Regions from separate parts of the Triticum aestivum genome. Here regions 1 and 2 are each linked to region 3. A link is a contact called in public Hi-C data. All regions are on one chromosome and are shown on one strand. The core of a region is the stretch at or near the end of the contact, and the rest is flanking DNA. Distances in the headings are between cores, read along the strand shown.

Region 1 (3,816 bases), core at 634-3,133, 540 kb before region 3:
CATGACCATTTTGAAATCCCTGAATATATTTTATACCTGAACCATTTTTAAACGTGATTTTTCAGTAACAATTTTTAAACCTGAACAAAATTTTGAATTGAGATTTTTTTTCGAAAAGATGACATTTTTAAACATAATCATATTTTGAAAAATAGGAACAAATTTTGAATCCTGAACAATATTTTAGAATGTGAACATTTTCTAAAAAACTTAATAATGGGGAAAGAATCGTACTTTAATTAATTTTTTCCAGGTTTCAAAATTGTTTGTGTTTTCAACAATTTGTCCTTTTTTGCCAAAAGGTTTCACACTCTAAAGAATGTTCTGGGCTTTAAAAAATGGTTCATGTTTAAAAAGTCATGTTTCTCAAAAACTGTTCGTAAAACAAAAAAAAATGTGCAAATTTTTAAAAAATGTTTGGAATTTTAAAAATTGATTTTTTCTTCGAGAATATTCGGATTTGGAAATTGTTGACAAATTTCAAGAAAATGTTTCAAACAATTGTAGAAAATGTTTTCAAATCTCGACGCTGTGTTGGTTTAAATAATTTCGCGCTTTTCTTATCTGAGCAACGGCAATCAGTTAGAGTGGCTAGCAGGATGTGCGTACTAGCGTTAGGTTGGAAGTTCGATTCACAAGCCTCTATTTTTTCTACGTTTTCATGTAGCGTGGTTCGGAAAAAATATTGCAAAAAAAAGATGGGCCGGCCCAGTCTGGCCGCAGCCACCATCCCGGGTTCCATCCGCAACGTCGACGATCCCTGTTTAGTTTAAAATAGACCGGGATTAGATAGTTCGGCGTGCTAATTTCAGGGATTTGAAGTTCAGGGTTCAATTTAAGTTTGGTCTACAAGTTCAAGGTTTGTTTTGGACTTTTTCCTATGTAAAAGAATATGCTACACTTTGTTTAGTTTATATAAGTGAGATGGAGAAGTAACATAGTTTTGCATTATCACTCCCAAGTTTTGTACACAAAATTTTCCAAGTTCTCCACTAGAGGGCACGATCGGATGGCGGGGAGTGCGCTAGGCAGACAACAGCGTGAGGCGCGGATCAGATGGTGCGGAGCGTGGATGCCCCTAGGAGGCGGGCAATTCACCATCCTTTAAAGGAGTAATTGCTGCCAAAGTAAAGATACTTAATGTATTTGACCCAACTTTACATATCTTCATGGCCTACTAAACCAACCAACGAAATGGTGAACCGCTGGTTCGACTGTTTGAAAACCTTAACCGACAACATCACCAGTTCGGTTTTTTTAAACCACAAAATTAGGGCACCACCGGCGATGGATTTGGAGGAGCCATGACGACCAAGATGGCGAGCCAGCGTCCTCTGATGACCTGTTGCATCCTCGGGCCTAAAAGGGCGACCAAGATCATTTCTCATGGCAATGATGTCGTGTGGTAGGTAGTGCTGCTTCAAGATGGTATCTGCGGCGAGCAGCTATAGAAGTTTCGTGGACCAAGGGGTCCCGTCCCCATCATCAGCGGGATTGGAGTCGTCGGGAAGTAGCTTTTGACCTGAACGCGTTTTCACGTTCTGTCCAGGGTCTTCTTTGTTAGTTCTAGGGACCCCTTTGTTATTTCTTTTTCTCGTAGGGTCCTGTGTGTAAGATGTAGATGTTGTATGCCACGACTTCAAGTTTTTCAATAAAAAAACACAAAAAAGTAATGAAGCATCTGGGGCCTTGGTTCCCCGCAACTCAGCAACGGATGGATGACGCAGTAAATATAAAGACAGAAATATCCGAGGCGAAGCCCGTCTTCCGCATCAAGAAAACGGAGAAGCGCCTTCAGGAAGAAAAGGGAAAAGGAAAACGAGAAGAGCAGTCCATCTTCTTGGGCCGCAAGCCGAACTGAGAGGCGCCGTCCAAGCACGCACAAATACGCACGCATCTCCCACCAAGTTCTCGATCGAACCGGCGGACCCCGTTAAACCCTACACCCGCAAACCCCCCACCGAAACCATGGCCGCCGCCGCCGCGAAGGTCGGGGCCGCCGTCCTCTCCGCCGGGGCGGCCTTCGCCGCGTCCTCCCAGAGGGTGAACGCGGAGGGCGGCTCGGGGTTCCGCTTCCCCGGCTTCTCCTCCCCCGCGCCCGCCCCCGCCCCCGCCCCCGCCTCAGGCGCGCCGCCGCCCGCCGCGCCGGCTGCGGAGGAGGCGCCGCCCAAGCCCCGGAACGACAACCCGCGGACCACCGCCGCGGGGTTCGACCCCGACGCGCTGGAGCGCGCGGTCGAGCTGCTGCGCGAATTCGAAAAGAGAGATGACGCTGATGTCAAAAAGGTAGGTGTTCCGAGGGCCGGGGGGAGCCTCAGTTATGTCTGTGCTTTGGTTCTGACGTTGGCACATGGTTGTGCAGTCGTTCGCCCATGCTAACAAGCGGGAGGAGACGCGGCAAGCGGAGTTCGCTGCAAGGAAGGCCGATTACCTGAAGGAGGCCGCGCAGATCGAGCTCGTGAGATAACTTTCTGTCATCTCGTTGTTTGTCATAATCCTTTGAACGAATTGGCATTAGACTCGCACTGTTGCAAGAGTTGGCAAATATCTTCAGATCGTTTTCAGGCATTTCAATATCACGAGCTGTCGGATTTCGGTGTACATTACTGCTAGTACTTTCCGTTCCATTTTACTCGTTGGTTGTATAGCGATAGTCTAGACCAAGCAAGGGGCATATGCAATTTACTAGGTGTTATCCAAGAATGGAAGAAAAGGAGAAGAAAACTCAGGTCCAATGGTGTACTCTTCAATGAGTTAGGGGATGCCACACACAATAATCGCCGATCTTTCAGTGGCACACACACGAAAAAGAAACTGCTATTTATGTACTATTCTCTTGCGTCCCGGTAGTTCGCATGGAGTTTTTGGTACTTAGTTGCGATGCACATATATGTTTGCTACTTATAATCCTGTAGATACCAACTGCTTGACTGAAACCAAGTTCTACTGCATCCTATTTCATTACATGTCGTAAATGTTTCAGATCATGCCCATTTATATGTATTTTACTAAACATATATCTTCACTGCTAAATTTATTTCTTGTATATTTGTGTGTTTATGTGGATGTTGCATTTTGTCACATTTGCAGGAGAGGACACGTGTAGAGTATGAAGAGAAGAAAAAACTTGCGCAAAGTCAAGCTGAAATAAAGGCACAAGTAGCTCGATATGAGGATGAGCTACGAAGGAAGAGAGCGCAGCATGAGCATGAGGCACAGAGGGCAAGAAACCAGGAGCTCGTGAAGATGCAAGAAGAATCTGCAATTAAGCTAGAGCAGCTGAGACGCCAGAGTGAAGAGGAAATCAATGAAATACGGAGACGGACAGAGAAGGAAAAGGCACGTATAGAGCAGGAGACTATGAGACTGCAAAAAATGGCAGATGCGGAGGCGAAAGCACTTGAACTGCAACTGTCTGAAGATGTGAAACGGCGATTGCTTATTGAGCGGGCAAATGCTGAGCGGGAGAAGTGGGTCCAAGCAATAAATACAACTTTTGAGCATATAGGAGGTATACCTTAGCAAGTTGCTATTTCCACATGCTTATTGAATATAAACATGTGAATTTCTTGGATGTTTTCTACTATAAGCTATTTCTACATGTTTGGATCGCATATGTTGAATGGGTAAACCATTCCAAAATTATGGCCTTAAGTTTAAACCTAGGGCAAATTACCCCAGGTGAATCTTTAGCACTTACTCTGTCTAGAAATAGATATGTTTCAGTGCAATTAGTAAGGAGTTAATTGCAGAGATCACATGTTTTTAGACGAAAAGAGATCACATGTTCCCTTCTCTTATTCCCTCAAGTGTGCA
Region 2 (4,102 bases), core at 967-3,466, 650 kb after region 3:
GGTTTCTTTTTTTCGATAGCTCGAACCTGATCCTTTCCCCTCTTTGTTCTGTCTTATTTTGAGAGAGAGATCGTTCTCTGTGTTTGAACTGCTCATTTCTGTTATGTGTATGGGGTGGACAATGAGAGAGTAATCATAGAAGTAGAACACTGTATGAGGGATAGGAATATTGTAGCTCATTTGTTAGGTGCCCATGTGGAAGGATCCCATACTTGTGTCTGGACGGGAGATCCTCTGACTTTCGTTGTATCTAGCCTAGTGGACGATGTAACTATGTTCGAAAATTAATAAATTTGCCATGATGGCTTTTCCTAAATAATTGTATAATGGAAAATGGGGTTATCCCGGTTGAAAAAAATAAAGTAGTACTACAAATAAGAGTCCTTAATGGGTTCGAAAGTTTGTAGTCCTAAGATTTGATCTGCAATATTCACGTGAATGCTTCATTTTAATAATCAGAAAGAGATTGCCGGCCAAGGAGTTTCAGCTTGAAGTATCCTCAAACTAAATCAAGTGCGTCAACGATCTCTGGTTTTTCTTTTTCTTTTTTTTTTATAAAAAAATCATGTACTTTTTTCAAATTCCTGAATTTTTGGAAATGTAAACTTTTGAAAAATCCATAAAAAAATCAAATTCATGTTTTCTTAATTAATAATATTTTTTTGCTTTCATGAACTTTTTTCATATTGATGAATATTTTTTGGATCAGCGAACATTTTTTGAATTCATGAACAATGTTAAAATTTGTGAACTTTTCCAACATTCATGAACTTTTTAGAATTTGAGAACATTTTTGTCAAACTTGCATTCATATTCGTGAATATTTGGGGGTTTTGAATTTGTGAACTTTTTTGCCAAACTCGTCTTCATATTCATGAACATTTTTCAGTTTGCAAACATTTTTCAAATACGTGATTTTTCTCATATTCCTGAACATTGTTTGAATTCGAGAATATTTTTGTCAAAATTGTGTTCATATTCATGAAAAATTTCTGAATTAGATATCTTTTTCATATTCGAGAACATTTTTCTAAATCAGTGAACTTTTTTCCATTTTGAAAGATTATTGTCAAACTCGCGAGCACTTTTTTGCTTTCATCATTTTGTTCAGAGTTAAAAAAACCAATTTTTACTACTAATTGATTATTTTATGAACAACAGCTGGCATATGAGTGTGTTTTCTTAGACAATCTTATGAATGTGTCTACGTTGGTAGCTCACGGCCGAACCGAATCGACTGAGCGAGGGACCGGAGAGATTGGGCCATGGCCCGCTACGCTCGCGCCAAAGACGCTAGAGAGGAGGTCTGATGCAGTTCGCTATACTTGGAGCAACCAATTATGGTTTACCACTTGGAGGGCTCCGGCTGAGACCATTTTCTTGGTCGAGGAGCGCACCAAGTGGTGCACCCATTCGCCGCCATGTGTTGCGCACTAGGTGTACCATTGGGATTGTTTTCTGTACCCATTTTGGGGTTCGTTTGGTTTTTCCAACCTTTGCTTGGTTTCCCTTGGTTTTGGCCGGTCTTTTTTGGGAAGCATTGCTTTTTCGCGAGAAGCAAAAGTTGTGTTTTCGAAAAAGAGTAAAATATAGTTGTGCTTCCACGAGAAACATAAATGTGCTTACCGAAAAGGGGAAAAATACAGTTATGCTTCCAAGAGCCGTGCTACTCGAAAAGGGAAATACACAATTGTGCTTCCAAAAAAAGTTGGAAAATGCATAGTGGTGCTTCCCTTTGCACAATTGTGCTTTCAGGTTTGGTTTTCGATTTTCCTGACTTTTGGTCCTTTTTTCTGGTTTATGATATTTTTTCTTTGTTTTTGTTTTTTTTATATTTTTGGTATCTCACGGTGAAAATTGTTCATGATTTGGATGCAAGGTGCAAGAGATAAAACGTTTTGAGAAAATGAATCTACGGAAAAGGACTCTCAAGTAGCGAAAAGTTGGCACACATGCAGTGCGCACTTGTCACCATCGTAGAAGGTGGGAGTGAGCTTTGTAAGGGTACCCCTAATTACTTATTTCATATTATATATATATTTTAATAAAAAACACCCACTACTTCAGCCCAACATGTGCGGCGCAGCCCATTTAATCTCCCAAACGGCCTGATTCTGACGATCCTTCACGGCCCAATACACACACACCACCGAATTAGCCACCAAACCCTAACCCCCATCCACCCCAGACAGTATATAATCTCAACACAAGCGCGCCGCTCAAACCCTAGCATCTCCAACTCCAGCCGCCGCCACACACTCCCCACAGCCAATCCTCCCCAGCCCAAGCTCGCAGCCATGCCTCCCAAGCTCGACCCGTCCCAGATCGTGGAGGTGTATGTCCGCGTCACCGGCGGGGAGGTCGGCGCTGCGTCGTCCCTGGCCCCCAAGATCGGCCCGCTCGGTCTCTCCCCAAAGAAGATCGGAGAAGACATCGCCAAGGAGACGGCCAAGGACTGGAAGGGCCTCCGCGTCACCGTCAAGCTCACCGTGCAGAATCGCCAGGCCAAGGTGTCCGTCGTCCCCTCCGCCGCAGCCCTCGTCATCAAGGCGCTCAAGGAGCCCGAGAGGGACCGCAAGAAGGTCAAGAACATCAAGCACAGCGGCAACATCAGCCTCGACGACGTCATCGAGATCGCCAAGATCATGAAGGTCCGCTCCATGGCCAAGGAGATGGCCGGCACCGTCAAGGAGATCCTTGGCACCTGCGTCAGCGTCGGCTGCACCGTCGACGGCAAGGACCCCAAGGATCTGCAGACGGAGATCGACGACGGCGAGGTGGAGATCCCCGCTTAAGAAGGTAATGACCAGATTCTTGTTTGGCAGTAATTATTTGTTGCTTTGCTGGTACCAGAAATGCTGTTGTGGTTTGCCAACTTGTTAGGGAGAGTGTGGCATGTGATAACATCTCATATGGACTTGAATTATGATAATTAAAGCTAGGTAGAATGTGGCAAGATTATTTGTTGATCTAGTGCTCATGCTAGTAACTATAGATGATTGTAAGTAGATTCCCTGGATTGTGAACTTGTATTGTTAGGATGAATGTTGGTCATGCTAGTCTATTTTATTCTTTTGTCTGGTCACATTGTATTCTTTGCTATGAATTTAACATTCTGTTCTTAAACTGCGTACAAATCCATTGTAACAGCTTTATGTTTAATCATGCAGGCTTGGCTTTGGGCAGGTTGTTATGTGAGGCTGCTGAAGTAGTTTCTCCTATCTAGATGCTTCCTGATGCAGTTGAGAGAATGGATGTGATATCTTCACTTGTTCTACTCGTGCTGAAGAAGAAACTTTTGTCATGCTTTAGTGGTTCCATTGTGAGACTATTTTTTACTGGTTTAATGAGTACCTTGCGGAATCAATCAATGTTATTATGGCAGCTAGAATATCATATGTTGAGTTTTGTCATTGATGTTTTGAGCGATTCTTATGTATTGTTAGTCGCTGCATTTGCTTTGCTGTCTTGTTGCTTAGGGCAGTTGATTGCCGCTGGATTATTTCATCACTAGATACATTGAATTCAGTTATCATGAAGAAAAATGCCTTATTTGATCTTAACCAAATTGAAAATTCAGTTATCAAATTGAATTGCAAAATCATCTTATATTTAGATACGGAGGAAGTAATGTAAAAGAATTCAGACATGGATTCAGAATGACTGGACTGTAGATTGTACCATTTTTCTTCATCCTTGACAGCCATTTTGCATTTGAAGTTAGGTCTGCCCAATTTTCTGAAAGACTTGAATTTTGCTCCGTCTTGACCTGCTATTGTTTGAAAATTTGTCTGTCTGGGCTATTTATATTACCGTTCTTTATTCAGTATGACAGCGACGCCATCAGTGAAAAGTTAAACCTGTCAGAAGTTGACTTGCGAAAAGCAGGCCATACCCAAAGCTTAAATACACCCAGCCCCACAACTTCAATCCAATAATTTACCTTTGATTCAAAGGATTCTTGGAGGAACTTCGGAGGATTCTAATCCTTAGGAATTTTTTCTATATGGGTTGTTTTTTTATATGGGTTGTTTGATTTGTAGGATTGTAATTTGTAAACCATAGGAATTTTTTCATAGGATTCATTTGCACTGTATTTCGT
Region 3 (4,212 bases), core at 894-3,393:
CAGTGATAATTCCCTGCTTATGTAACACCTCGGTGTACAAACACTGTCAGTAAGACCTTGTTACTATTGTTGATGACATCCCGGTAGCCACCGTTGGACGAGAGCTTTGCCTATTGGTCCGCCTCGTCTTAACGAGCAGGAAAATGGTTCTCTTCGTCCCTCACCCTTGGTACCAACGTTGTTGTCGACATAACTGACAGGCGATACTCTGACCTGTCTTGCTATCATGACCGTGCAAAATTGATTAGCGCCTTCCTGCTGTTAACCCACATGGTGGGCCCATAACCCATAGTTCCACAGGATCGAAACCTGACTCTCCTATACATCCCTGTTTTCTAAAATTGTTTTCTCGCACTTGGCTTTGTATGTAAATCACGAGCCACATTCCTAGTGATCTATTCTGGTATCAGACGCAAAACTTATTCCCATTGCCCTGAACCCTTTTCACCCTCTGTTTCAGGCAACGAACGATTGCCTATCCGGTTGAAGCTTCTTATTGCTCCTCCTTACCTTGCTCTCGATGACTTTCTTGAATTTCAACTCGAGAGATGCCTCTATGCCATGTACCTATCTTGTGTTGAGCTCCGTCCTTCACGAGTCTTTCCCCCTTACTCCACCCCTTCAAATCTCGGGAAGAGATTTCTTGTAGTGGAGGAGAATTGTGACGCCCGGATAATTGTGCTACAGTAATCCCTGTTAATGGTGCCATGTCATCATGTTACTGTTGCTAATCTTTGCTTGATCCAAATCGCAATTCAAATTCAAAACCGAGTTTAAAGTCAAAATTCAAATTTTGTCAAACATGAAAACTAAAATGTTCAAAGTGTGGCAAATAATACCTTGATATTTGTCATGTTGGAACCAACCTCTTTTGAATTCCCAAAATGCCCCTGGGAATTAATTTGTGGTCCAGCAGCATTTAAAATTGGCCTTTTCAATTTCTAAAAATGGTTAGGCAACTCCTTTTGGCCTCAATCTTTTGTGTCTCCTAGAAATAAGGTGCTTGATTTATGTGACAAGCCTCATCTCTAGAAAAACTCATTTGGTTTTACAATTAAATAGAAAACAGTAAATGAATCAAACTAAAAAGAGAAAGGCTTAACTACTAATGTGTTAGTGGGTTCTAGTGGCACTATGCACCTTGGCCCATCTACCAACAATAGCCTAGCCCACCACCACCACCTCTCCTTCAACCTCCTGCTACAGGAGGCAGAGGAGGGCGTGGTGGCCATCCAGGGCACCATGGCCACTGTGTCGACCATCCCACGGCCCCCCTGGGGTATAAAGTGACGCCTCACACTCCCTCTTCTAACCCTAGCCCATTTTCCCCACTCCCTCTCGCTCGTTCTCTCGATTTGTTGGACACCGAACGCTGCTGCTGCCATGGCCATCACCACCGCCGCGACCACCGGCCTCCTCGCTCCCTGAGAAGACGTCTAGGAGGACCACCACCTGCACCTTCCTCCTCCCCGAGCACCAGCACAAGCCGGACCGGCCCCGAGCCCCGCCATCGCCCCTCTTCTCCGGTCACAGCCACGACAACATCACCGTCGATCTCCACCACCGACACCTCCCCGCGATTCCGAGCACGTCCACGACCTCCCTCGTAGTGAGTAGCGTCTATCCCCCCTCTTTGCCCCCTCGATTTGTTGCCGTAGCCGTCGTCCCCGAGCTCGTTCGATCTCCCACTTACGCGTACGCGTATGTGTGTGTATCCTGCTAGCTGCTCCTGTCGCTGTTGTCCGCTACCGGCTACGCCGCGCACCCCGCGCTCGACCCACCTCTGCCTCGCACCCGCCGCGCCTCGCGCAGAGCTATCCGCGTCCTCGGCCGCCCGTTCGCGCCTTGACCGCGGGGCCAGCCGCGCCTGCAGCTGGCGACCGCGCCCCGCGCGTACCCGCTCCCGGCCGGCCCCGCTCGACCTCCGCCGCGCCTCTGCTCTCTGCTGCTGCCCCCTGCTGCGCGCTGCTGCAGCTCCGCGCTGGCCAGCACTCCACCGCTCGCCGTCGCCCGGCCCACCCCGCGTGCCACGCTACGCCTTGGCCACGCTCGGCCATGGCCAGGCCCCTCCTCCGTTCATACGGGTATACAACAACCAGGGTCGGCTTGTGTCCCTGGCCAGCGGGCCCCGCTCGCTTAATTAGTGGTTGACCACTAATCCCCTGCCTAATTAGTTTAGTATACTAATCCACCATCATCGTCAGTGCATGACATGTGGGTCCCCTTACTTAATAAATATGTTTGGCACTTTAGCTAAAATAACAGTCAATGACAAGTAGGCCCCACGACCACTATTCACACTTTGACCAGGTCAACCATTGACTGTTGACTTGCTGACTGTGTATGCTGACTCACCCACTGGACCCCACCTGTCATTCTAATAGACTAGCTGTCCGTGGGTATAAAAAGTAATACACTGTTTAAATTCGAATTTAGGTACATTCCAGAATTCCAGAAAATCATTTAACTTCAATAAATCATAGAAAATAAACTGTAACTCGGATGAAAAAGTTCAATACATGAAAGTTGCTCAGAACGACGAGACGAATCCGAATACACTCTCCATTCATCTGCCACACGCCCCTAGCATAGCGAACATCGAACCTTTCCCCTCCGATTCGTTTGTTTGAAAATGCCAAACTTCGGGAAAACATTCCCGGATGTTATTTCCCTTCGCGAGTAGCGTGTAGCACCGCGTTAGAACACGTCTATCTCTGCCTGTTGTCCTGTTATGCTCTTGCTTGCTATGTATTTATTGTTTCTTCCCCCCTCTTCTCTCCGGTAGACCCCGAGACCGCTGCTGAGGCCCCGGTGATCGACTACGTTGACGACGACCCCTCCTTCTCGCCTAAGCAACCAGGCAAGCCCCACCCCCCTTTGATCATCTCGATATCGCCCATTCCATTCTCTCATGCTTGCATTAGATTTTGCTACTGTAATTGATTGCTCCTATTCTGATGCATAGCCTGCTTTTGTAACCTGCTCTTTGTACCTTACCTGTTTATCTTAAACTGCTTAGTATAGGTTGGTTAGTGATCCATCTATGACCCCCACCTTGTCTTTGTTGCCCCTGCTTCATCATCGATGACTCGGTCAACGTGATCGACGACCAGAGCCCGACACCTCACATCACATCACGCCCCTTTTTTGTTGCTCGACTCTGCAGAGTTACCATTGAGTACCGAGGGTGGAACCTCATACATCACTCCTGATGAGATCTCTGTAGTGTAGCTATTCGGTCGTGGTCAACGAGGGTGGTTCCTCCTTCACCATTCCTGATACGGCTTTGTTGTGCAACACCTCAAGTGTGAACCTCGAGGGTGGTTCCTCTTACATTCACCTTGATGATTACATCGAGTGGAATCCTCCGAGGGTGATTCCTTGAGTTTTCCCCTTGATGTTTGAACACACGGTTACCTTGACTTTACTTGAGACCATTGTTGAAGTCGGGTCGGCCCTGAGGGGTACCCGCGAGTTGATGTGAAAGTCGGGCGGGCCCGTGGAGCACCGGCGAGTTTTCTACATGGCACGGCCCGACAGTCTGGGCCCTTGCCATAAGTCCATGAGACGGGGCGACGGGGTCACATTATCGTGAGTCTCTGCTTGTCTCCGCAAGCCCCCAATGCACTGACAGGCTTGGGTATTTGTTCTGAGTTGTCCTTTGGCCTTTACGCACTAACCACCACGCGAGAATAGTTATGGGCCTTGACGTCGCAGTATCAGCCGAAGCTTTGTCAGACGTCCAGCTCAGCATTGTGGGCTTGTCGGGCCAGTGCCATCCAGTATGAGGTGGTGCTCGTCCCGGCTCATCGCACAATGACCCGGAGTGCAACGGGCGATGGGCCCAGACCCCGGAGTGCTTAGGATGTAGACCGGCGGGGACCTCTCTGCTGAGCCTAGGTAGGGCTATGACGTGTTGATCTTCCGAGGTCGGGCATTGACTCAGAAAAGTGTGTCCGGCCAGAGTAATCAAGCATGTTGGAAAACGTGGTGCACCCCTGCAGGGAAGATGTATATTCGAATACCGTGTCCACGGTAATGGACGTTCAGACTTGTATCCGGATCTTATATAACTAGAAATGGATACTTGAGATATGTGATGGATATGTGGCCCCGAGATTGCTTTCTGGTAGGGAGTCGATGAAGGATCTCTGGGCGTTATTGTTACAACATGCTTGTTAATTATAAACTGCTACTCTTTACTCTTCTACA

The links. Hi-C and Micro-C count contacts between places; a contact is called where the count stands out from the background.
Region 1: a Hi-C map of leaf shows a contact between it and region 3, with 8 times the contacts expected there. The contact joins the promoter of LOC123145169 here to the enhancer-like site in region 3. A contact is called at or near these places in 2 of 5 Hi-C or Micro-C datasets (both in leaf).
Region 2: a contact with region 3 is called in a Hi-C map of leaf, with 7 times the contacts expected there. The contact joins the promoter of LOC123145177 here to the enhancer-like site in region 3. A contact is called at or near these places in 2 of 5 Hi-C or Micro-C datasets (both in leaf).

Annotation. Positions count from the first base shown.
Region 1 is chr6D:371,724,834-371,728,649 of IWGSC CS RefSeq v2.1, forward strand. It overlaps LOC123145169 (ATPase family AAA domain-containing protein 3C), which reads left to right and starts at 1,884. Exons shown (of 7, transcript XM_044564506.1): 1 at 1,884-2,286; 2 at 2,363-2,458; 3 at 3,091-3,511. The coding sequence starts at 1,969.
Region 2 is chr6D:372,919,119-372,923,220 of IWGSC CS RefSeq v2.1, forward strand. LOC123145177 (60S ribosomal protein L12) reads left to right here and starts at 2,217. Exons shown (of 2, transcript XM_044564522.1): 1 at 2,217-2,799; 2 at 3,171-3,413. The coding sequence starts at 2,298. The coding sequence ends at 2,795.
Region 3 is chr6D:372,264,293-372,268,504 of IWGSC CS RefSeq v2.1, forward strand. No RefSeq gene overlaps it. Among protein-coding and RNA genes, the nearest start is that of LOC123145172, 59 kb to the right of the region's middle. Within about 2 kb of position 2,144, at least 7 of the 8 cell types and tissues checked have an H3K27ac peak or open chromatin away from gene starts, as enhancers often do. A contact at or near this core is called in leaf, where this site is marked.